Linked DNA regions of Mus musculus: region 2 is linked to region 1. The links are chromatin contacts, called in public Hi-C maps. All regions are on one chromosome and are shown on one strand. The core of a region is the stretch at or near the end of the contact, and the rest is flanking DNA. Distances in the headings are between cores, read along the strand shown. Region 1 has its middle 16 kb from the start of Gm7538. Region 2 has its middle 48 kb from the start of Gm31314.

Evidence for each region. A called contact is a pair of places that touch in the nucleus more often than the background predicts.
Region 2: a contact with region 1 is called in a Hi-C map of uterus, with 2.1 times the contacts expected there. The contact joins two enhancer-like sites. A contact is called at or near these places in 3 of 484 Hi-C or Micro-C datasets (nephron progenitors and uterus) and 1 of 9 other capture datasets (embryonic stem cells).

The regions. Positions count from the first base shown.
Region 1 is chr5:119,181,566-119,186,951 of GRCm38.p6, forward strand. No RefSeq gene overlaps it. Among named protein-coding and RNA genes, the nearest start is that of Gm7538, 16 kb to the right of the region's middle. Within about 2 kb of position 2,031, at least 8 of the 459 cell types and tissues checked have an H3K27ac peak or open chromatin away from gene starts, as enhancers often do. A contact at or near this core is called in uterus, where this site is marked.
Region 2 is chr5:119,477,938-119,482,620 of GRCm38.p6, forward strand. No RefSeq gene overlaps it. Among named protein-coding and RNA genes, the nearest start is that of Gm31314, 48 kb to the right of the region's middle. Within about 2 kb of position 2,979, at least 11 of the 459 cell types and tissues checked have an H3K27ac peak or open chromatin away from gene starts, as enhancers often do. A contact at or near this core is called in uterus, where this site is marked.

The DNA of each region.
Region 1 (5,386 bases), core at 781-3,280:
AAAAAAAGCAGCACTGGATTGCACAGGTGGCTCCTGGTTAGGAGCCAGGGATGCTCTTCCAGGGGACCTGGGTTCAGTTCTCAGCACTCACATGCAGCTCACAACCTTCAGCAACTCCAGTTCTAGAGGGATCTGACACCCTCTTCTGGACTCCACAGACACTGCCTGCACTCATGTGGTGCACAGACAAATGTGGAAGCAAACACCAAATACACACACACACACACACACACACACACACACACACACACACACACATATTTGAAAATAAAGAATACAACAGCAGTATGCTGGGTGTGGTCATACATGCACAGCTGTGTATGTGGTAAGTCAAGTCTCTCATAGAAGAAATCAGGTGAGGTTTGTCCTTCACATCTGACTTATTTCAATTAGCACGATGTCTTCTGGGTCAGCTGTGTTGTCACAGGTGGCATAGGTTCTGTTTTCTTGCCTGTAGGACTCATCTTCCTGACCTACTCCTCTGCTGATGGACATATCTGCTATGTTTATACTTCAGTCACCGTGGAAAGTACGTCATGATTGTGAGGAGAGTTACAGACATCCCCTGGGGTCTTGACTTCAGTTACTTAGTATGATCCAAACTCAGAAGTGGACTTCTGGTAGACCTAGTTTCCAAAATGGTGTCACCCAAGAGAGTTTGAAGGTCTCACTGTTTTCCCTCTCACTAATAGTTGTCAGTCATTTGGGGACAGCTATTCTGAGTGTCTGGATGATGTGTCACTGCATATTTGATTTGAGTTTCCCTAGGATTCATTATTGGTGTTGAGTATCTCTTTAGAGGCCTGTTGGCTATTGTATGATTTTTTAGGAAAATTGTGCATTAAAATTACCTATTTGTCTGTCTATCTTCTATCTATTTATGTATCTACTTATTTGTCTGTCTATCTGTCTGTCTGTCTGTCTGTTTATCTATCTATCTATCTATCTATCTATCTATCTATCTATCTACTTTTGAGACAAGATCTCATGTAATCCAAGCTGGCTTCTGACTCATTTGTAGCCAAAGCTGGCACTGAACTCCTAATCCTCCTGTCTCAGTCTACCAAGTGCTGGGACTGTAGGTAGGTACCACTGTGCCCAGCTTATTTATATATTTTTAGTTGCTGCATAATAACCAGATGTGCTCATGAAGTACAATGTAAAACGAAGTAAATCTATAAGCTTTGGATACTGATCATGTATCAATTAGCATGGTGTCTCCCTGGAAACTGACTATGTTTCATGCTGGGAGTCTTCTGATACTTTCTCCTGTTCTTTATAAAATACCTAATAAATCCCTGTGACCTCCCCCACTCTTCACTGCGTGGCAGCTCAAACCCACTCCCACAGAGAGGGTACTCTGTGTGTGTTGATATCCACCATCCTATCTCCCTGTGTCCTTCCTTCCTTCTCTTTGGCAATCTCCATTCTTCTTTTACTTTCCACACATGGCTGAGAATTGGGATGTTTATCCTTCCCCATCACAGTGCCCTCCAGCATCATCCACGAGGCCACCAAATAACAGAACTGCATTCTCTCCTCACCTTGGACCGTGTATAAAATCGGGGTCCTTCCCTCTTTTGTTAATATGCCTGGGTCGCTGAGTTGCTGTGTGGAGAACTGTTGACAGCCTCCCTCTGGCTCCATACAGCATAGACTAGTCGGTCCCTGGGACACAGAGTCAGTAAACTTTCGGAGAAATACACTGTGGTGCAACCTGACTTCCCCTGACCCAACCATCTCTCAACATCACAAGTTCACCCTCCCAGGGGGATCTTTGTTGAAGTCATGGCTTTCCTGGATTATATCTATCTTCCAGTTATCTACCTTCTACCCATCCCCCACAATCCATCTAGTCCTCGACACCTTCCCAGACAGTCCCAGTCACGCAGTTTCTTCCTGTCATGCGCTCATTTCACAGGTATTTCTTGGGTATTTATTATGTACCAACCAGATCCAGTAACAGTGAGTGAGCGTCCGTGGTAAGGCAGATAAAGAATCTGCCATTTCCTGGCTTCTGAGCCCCGGTGCTTCTATTTTTCTCGATGTGTTTATACACTCCATAACAGTTTACAGTTTTATGAGGTTTTGGCAGACTGGAGTGGATGCCTTTGTTCTTGAAGAATCTTTCTTCTGTTTTCTTTGTCCTCTCTCCCCCCTTCTCTACAACTTGTTGCCTCTGGCTGTCAAATAAGCACACTCCTAGGAAGGACACCCAGTCCTCCCTAATGAGTGCTCTCAATGCTCCCTCCCTAATGAGGGGCTGACTCCTCCACCACAGGGCATCCTCACCAGGGAATGCAGTGCAGGTTCTGCTCTGGGCTGACTCTCACCATCCTCGTGGCTTCTCAGAGTCAGCCTCTTGTTTTTCTTAAGCAATGCTGACCCGTAGGGAGGAAGTTTGTCTTGGGATCATCACCCACCCACCCACCATGTGGAGGCTGTGTGTGCCCGTGCATGCAACATCCAAGTGCAAGATTTACTACGTAAAGCAGACTCCCCTAGAAAAGGTGCTACAGGTTTAGCTGAGTCTTGCCTGGTTTTGATACCCCTTTCCAGCTGAAAGTAGACCTGGATGTCTGAGTCTAACACAAAGCAGGAAGCAGTGCAGAGCCCTAGCAAGAAGCAGACAACCCCTCGTCCTTCCACATAGCACTGTTCTTGAGGCATAAGGCATCCCATGCTTCCACAGAGCCAGAGTGTCTGTATCAGGGTGACAGACAAATGAGGTCAATCATGAGTGCCCACATGTCTGAGTCAGAGAAGATCCTGGACTATGGGAAGTCGGATGCTGCGTTGAGTTTCATGGACTGACAGAGTCGAGTGCCTTCCTCCCTCCTTCTATGGGGGCTCAGAATTTATCTCCATTGACACCGGGGTTGGTAGATGAAGAGCTCACAGTCATGTGATGCTCAAGGCCAGTAGTCTGGTAACATCAGGGCACAAAGGGAACCTGGGCTCAGACCCTCATATTGTTCTCATCTGGGCCAAAGATTCTTCCAAAACCAAGTGAAATTGCTTTAGGCAAGCGTCCCTCTGCCGTATGTCAGTCTTGACTGCTGAGCTCAGTCCAAGAGAGATTTGTCAATCCTGGACATTGTGTAAAAACCCTCCTCAGATGGATCCCACAAGTTGATATTCTTCTTTCTGGAGACATCTGAGAAGCAGGCCACAGCCTTCATCAGCCGGAGGCAGAGAAGTGAGTCACGGCTGAGGGAGGATTGTCTAGGGTCTGTGGAGAAATGGCACTGTGGGTCCTGCCCAGTTTCCAAGTCCCCTGGGATTGAGGTGGAGCTGGCTAATGATCTATAATTGTCACCTGGGTCACTTTGAGGTTGTTCCCATTTGTGCCTTCTATGCAATTAGCTCTATATCCTCCTGGAAGATTTTTGGGGTGAGTGCTTTGACACCCCTACTTTTAATTGAGTCTATATTACTATTTGGAAAAAATCTTAATTACATTCATTTATTCATTCACATGTGGAGGTCAGGGAACCACTTGGAGGAGTTGTTCCACTGCTTTGGCCATGGAAGACCCTGGAGCCCAATCAGATCATCAGACTTGGTGGCAAGCACCTTTACCCACTGAGCCAACTTGCCAGCCCGCTCTTTGTAAACTTTAATCCTAATGGTTGTCATGTATAGGCAACTTATAGAAGTTGGCTGGACACACTTATTTAGGGTGATAGTGGCAGGCACAATGCCCTACAGGATACATGCAGTATATATACACATACACATACATATACGTGTGCATGTAAGATGCAGGTCCCGAATCATTGGTTGCATAAATGACAAAGGAGAGTCTCAAAGTCTATTTGGATTGGGTAGATGGGGTTCCCTGAGTGGGAACAAATCTTGAGACCACACTTCACAAGAGAGGATGGAAAGATTTATCTCTGATGATTGCTATGGGTGGAACAATAGAATCAGGGTATGTAAGCTGAATATGCTCTTTTTTTCTTACACCCCAATTATCTTGAAGGAAACTTGAGTCTCAAGTCAAAGCTAGTCGAGGGGTCTGGAGAGATAGGCATATGTCTAGCCAAACACGAGGGTGTGAGGATATATGTTAAAAGAGCCAGGGAGGCAAAGTGATGTGTATAATTGCAGGGCTGGGTGGGCAGACACAGGACAGTTCTTGAGCTTGCTGGCCAGCCAGCCAGGAGTGCAAGGATCCAATAGGAGAAGCTGTCTCAAAAACAAAGAACTGATAACACCCTAGGGGGAACAATGCTCAAGGCTGACCTATGGCTCCCTATGCATATGCTCACATGTCTATAGAAGTTAGCCAGCATGGGGCACCATGCTGCAAGTTTGACTTCAGTCTGAAGCTTTCCCAGGACATTAGAAGATTTGGCTTGCCCATTAGAAAAAGCAAACCAAGTAAGAACAAGTCTGTGTGCTGGCATGAAGGTGGTGCCTGGGTAGGTGTTAAGGAAGGGCACTTGCTTTGCCGGCAAGAGGACCTGGGTTCAAATCTCCAGCATCCACATAAAATCCAGACATGGCTGCCTGTAATCTCAACATCGTGAGACAGAGACAGGCAGATCCTGGAAGCTCACTGACCTGCCAGCCTAGACGAAATGGCAGGCTTCAGGTTCAGTGAGAGACCCTGCCTCAAGGCAATAATGTGGAGAGCCAGCCTCAAGGCAATAATGTGGAGAGCCAGAGAGGACAAAGGCAGACAGTTAGCATCTTGCTCTGGCCTCTGAATGTAAGAATGCTCACATTCAATACACTCATAAGCAAGAACATATACCATGTACACACACACACACACACACACACACACACACACACACACACACAACCAAAATAAAAAAGAGGAAAATAAAAGGACAAAAGACAAATTTGTGTGTGTACCCAGGGAGTTGGGACAGAAGGCCTCCACTGATGTCTGACTGTTAGTCATCCAACACAGCATGGTTCACTTGAAAGCCCTCCTGTTCTTTTCTTTACAAATACCCCAGATGCTAAGATTCTCCTTGCAGGCCAAACCCTGCTGATATTTTACAAGCTCTGGGAACATCTTAAATGTGCTCAGTCGGATTAAGGTTGTTGTGTGGTGGGATGACAGGCTCTCACAGGGGACCCCTTAAGATGGAGGCTGTGGACTTGCTCCTTGCTTGTGAGACAGGCTTGGGATTTCTCTGGTAATGTTATACTTCACAATCCATCTCTGCAGGGGTGTCTTCTCCCAGGCCTGTGGGAGCCATTGAGAAACAAACACCGGGAGGCTGAGGCACCCAAGTGTGAAGGGCAGGGAGGGATGGAGTCTGTTTGTGATGAGCGCTGGAGGTCTCACATTCTGTGTGTTTGTGTATTCCCTCTTCTCCACAAGTTGATGCCCAGTCTCAATATCACATCATTTATTGAGAAATAA
Region 2 (4,683 bases), core at 1,729-4,228, 300 kb after region 1:
GAGAACTTTGTGTCTGTGAATACCCAGAACAAGAAGAGAATGATAACAGATACTTAAGTATCTGTTCCTTTGCTGAGCTGGGAAGGCTGAACATGTCCCTAATGAAATGCTTGCCTCTTCTGCCAAGACTCTTCAACCCCATCCAACCCTTTGTCCTTCTCAACTCTGCTTCCGTTGTAGTTCCCTGGGGTGATGAACCTCAAACCCTCAGGCCTTTGCCTTGAACTTGGCAGAGTCTTCTAGATCAGCAGTTCTCAACCAGGAGTTCAAATGACCCTTTCACAGATTCGAATATCAGATATCCTGCACATTAGATATTTATATTATAATTCATAACAGTAGCAAAATTACAGTTATAAAGTAGCAACAAAATAATTTTAGGATTGGGAGTCACCACAACATGAGGAACTGTCTTAAATGGTTGCAGCATTAGGAAGTTTGGGAAACCACTGTTCTAGAGACTTCTACTTATAGGACACCGATCTGGCTCAGAGCCGAATGGATGAGGGTGGGAAGAGAGAGAGGGTGGAGAGATGCGAACATTTATTTACATCAAGTCAGCCTTGACAGCACTGAGCGCTCAGGATGTTTGTAAATATCTGTTTGGCCCCTGTGAGCTATCTCTCATGGAAACAATGAATCAACCAAGCCTCTTGAGTTTATGCCTCTTGGGGAGACACATTCCAGGGGTCTGATTACATTGTTATTTTGTTAGAGAGAGAAAGAAAGAGAGAAGGAGAAGAGACAGCAGTGAGTCACTACAAGCTGGTCTCCCAGTTTAGAATAATGAGTTTTTGTCATAAAGAGCTAAATCTAGAAATGAGAGGTGTGACACTGGCTTCCTCCTTGAAGCTGGGATGCCTTCTTCAATCCCCCCGCATCTCTGGATCACTCTATCAAGTTGCTAAGAAATGTTAAGGGGGTGAAATGAATGTGACCCCACCCAGCCCACTGGTGTCAGCATAGCTCATCAGTGGCCCACACACTGAATGTCAGGTAACACGTTTATCTCTTAGGACTGATAGTTATAGCTCCAGCTCTGGATTCAGTAAGGTGTCTCACACTCACACACACACACACACACACACACACACACACACACACACACCCATTGTGGCGATTGCATGTCAAGGGTAGAATGCTGGTCCCATCCAGACAGTGCATTTCTTCCACAAGACTAAACACACATCTGGGGATTCCTCGGGCATTATTTGACTTTCCAGAGAATCCTGTGGTTTGCTGGGGTCTTGTGAGGGAACCAGGAGGAAAGGCAAATGAAGACAGGCTTTGCTGGCTTCTTGGAAGTGAATCTTAATCACTACACTGTTGTGGGTATGAGATTTCTTTTCCTTTGTCTCTTCTCTCTTTTATCCATTGCTTCTGTGACAACATTTGAAGAAGGATCCCAGATTCCAAACAAACAAGGCAAAGCTTAATGAAACATTGAATGATGGATTCAATGCAAACTCAAGGCTTTGAATTAAATCCTACAAGATTGGTCCCATTGGCTCCCGTGTGGAAAGGAGAAGGGGATCTTGGGGTGACACAGCTCTATTGGGGTTTGTAATCAGTTAATGGTTGATAAGAGAGAGAGAGAGAGAGAGAGAGAGAGAGAGAGATTGTCTTCAGTGGTGTAGACACTGGCAAGATGCCCATGCTCCTAGAAATACTATCACCCACACTCTATAAACAACCCTAATGAAACACATTCAGACAGACAGACAGACAGACAGACATGCGCACACACACACACTGGCAGTCGGAGGCAAACCAGCTAGGAAGAGGAAGACGATTCATGAGAGCACAAGGAGAACAGGGGAGCACAGGGTGAAGGCATGAAGAAGGTCTAAACACTTTATGTGCCTTATGTGCACGTATAAAACTCTCATACTGAAACTCGTTTTACCGATAGTATTTTGCTAGTAAGAATCGTTAACTAAAGAAAACATGGCAGCAACCAAGAAGAATCATCGATTTCTAGACTTGACTATGATAGCTTTGACATTCAGCCCCTTCGGGGCCTAGGGAGTGCTCATGGACTCTATGCCAGTTTTACCACACTCTATGTGCATTGACAAGAGTCCTCCCTTACTTTCCTACATGGTCTGTGCCAGAGTGTATCCCTAATGAGGCTTCTCTCACATTGGGTTCCACAAACTAGTCTGTGCTTCAAAACAGTTAGCAGACATGTGGCCTCCTGGAACTTTCTTAGGGAGAGCAAATTGAAGTGCACATGAGCCTATAATACACTCGGGGAGAACTTGCAGTTAAGGAGAGCCATTGTTCTGGTTTGCCGTTTTTTTTTTCTTCCCTCGGTTGTTTCCATAACATCTCCGTCCATGAAAAGCCTTGTTTCCTGAAAGCCAATTAGCATCTTGTTCTCATCGCGCCTGGTTAGAGAGCACGGCCTCCTGGTAAATTCACTGGCTTATTTGATACAGATGGGGAGCCATTCTGCTGTGTCAGAAAGCGTTTGGAGCAAGGAGGGTTGTTAATGAGGAGTTACCGAGCTCCTTCTCAAGTTGAAGAATGATGGCCAAACTTCACTGGCTCCGCTAAGAGACTGCAGACGCCCCCGACTGAAGTTGCCTAGTGAACGTGTGCGGATATCTCCAAACACATCGCTGGCTCCTCACCCGGGGCCAGGCCGCCTCACATGCCTTATTATCGATATTTAAACAACTACAAAGGTGAACGTTGACCCCGAGCATCCTCCCAATCCTTCCCCATGGTCCACTCGAGATGTTATCTGTGAGGAGTAAACAGGCTCGGCCCCAAAGCCTCGGCCACCCTGGTGTGATGTCAAACAGCTGCTCAACAGTCCTTGAAGCCAGCTCCCATCTCTCCCCCTGCTGAACTTACAGCATGTCCAGCTTCCTGGTGGGGCTTCCCTTTGAAGTCCAGAAGGGCCCTGCGCTGGGGATGTGTGGGAAGGGAAACTTGGATTCATCTCTCCTGGAGCCATCTTTTCCATGGGAACAGAACTTTTCCAGAAGAGAGGAACTAGCTCGGAGCCTCAAATCATAAAAGCGGGTAACCATGGTAACACGCATGGCACCCAGAAAGTGTGTGCTAGTGTCAGATTTAGGACCAAACTCAGTCTTGTTCAAGTGCTAAAAACCAGTGAAGAGCAGCAAAGCTGAGCTCCAGGCAGACTACATACGCTATGTATGTGTCCAAGACCATATACAGAGGGAAGGGTAGCGTAGGTTTTTCATTTAACTCAAGACTGCTTCCTTTGCTCCTAAACCAGAGATAACAGAGGCCACAAACGTCTACTCTAAAGAGGGGGCCAGAGGCTGTGGGTGTCGTTTAGCTGATAGGTGTTTGACTAGCAGACACAAAACTCTGCCCCCACTCCCCCAGCATAAACCTGACATACTGAGGATGCATGTCTATAATCCCAGTACCCAGATGTCGAAGGCAGAGTTCAAGACCAAGAGTTCAAGGTCAGCCTTACAAGTTTGCAATCAACCTGGACTGTGTGACCCTCACTGGCCCAATAAGAAAGGAAGTTGAGGAGGGGAAGAAAAGAAAGTAAATAGTGTCAAGAGAGAGGTGAGGGGCTTTTCCTATGTATGTCCGTTATCATCGTGTGGGGTCTCCCCTCACCCCTTGTTAGGACCAGCCTTCATTTTGCTCCCCCATCTGATCGCCTCTCTCACACACTGAAATGAGAGCTTTCTGCAGCACCAAGGCTGTTAGTCTTAGACCTGGAACTGATGGTAACTTTGACAACAACTACATCTTCCCTGTAGCCCACTGTGACCACTCTGCCTGGTATGCTATAACATTCATTGTGATCCTACCAAACCTTCTGCCCCACGCCTTGCCTGTGTTTCCCACTGACCCCTTCCTCACAGCCACCAGCTTTCCACTTTACAGGTGGGGAAACAGAGGTTCCGAGAGAGAAGATCCTATTGGCCTAAAATCTAGCAATAAGTCTGTGAACCAGTACACTCATTGATTTCTCAGTCTGTTTGGAAACAAACAAACAAACAAACAACAGAAATGTTGTTTTCATCCTTAACAAATCACCTCAATAAATAGCAACTTAAAACAAAAGCAAAACCAGGCCTGAGGGTGCAAGCACCTGCAGTCCTAGCACCCTGGAAACTGAGGCAAGACCATCCCAAATTTGAAACCAGCTTGGACTACCTAATGAGTTCAAGCCAAACTTGCTTGATATGCATGAGACCCTAGGCCCCATCTACTGCAGGACACTACCTAAATAAGAATTATGGGGACTGATGAGATGGCTTGTTGGCTAAGAGCACTTACTGATTTTGCAGAGGACAGGAGTCAGGTTCCCCCACCCCCACCCCATTGCATAACCACCTGTAACTTCAGTCCCAAGAGATCTGATGCCCTCAGGTCTCCTCAGGCACCGAATGCACAGTGGTGCACATAAGTTCATGCAGGTACACATTTTATGTCTGTATAGACATAAAATAAAAAAGTAATTTTCAATTATTTAAGTAACTGCTTATTAACTCATTTGGGAAGTTACTTGAGGGTAACTTAGCTGTGTTGAGGTTAAAAGTGCTCTTGAGGGCTGGAGAGATAGATGGCTCAGTGGTTAAGAGCACTGACTGCTCTTCCGGAGGTCCTGAGTTCAAATCCCAGCAACCACAGGGCAGCTCATAACCATCTGTAATGGGATCCCATGCCCTATTCTGGTGT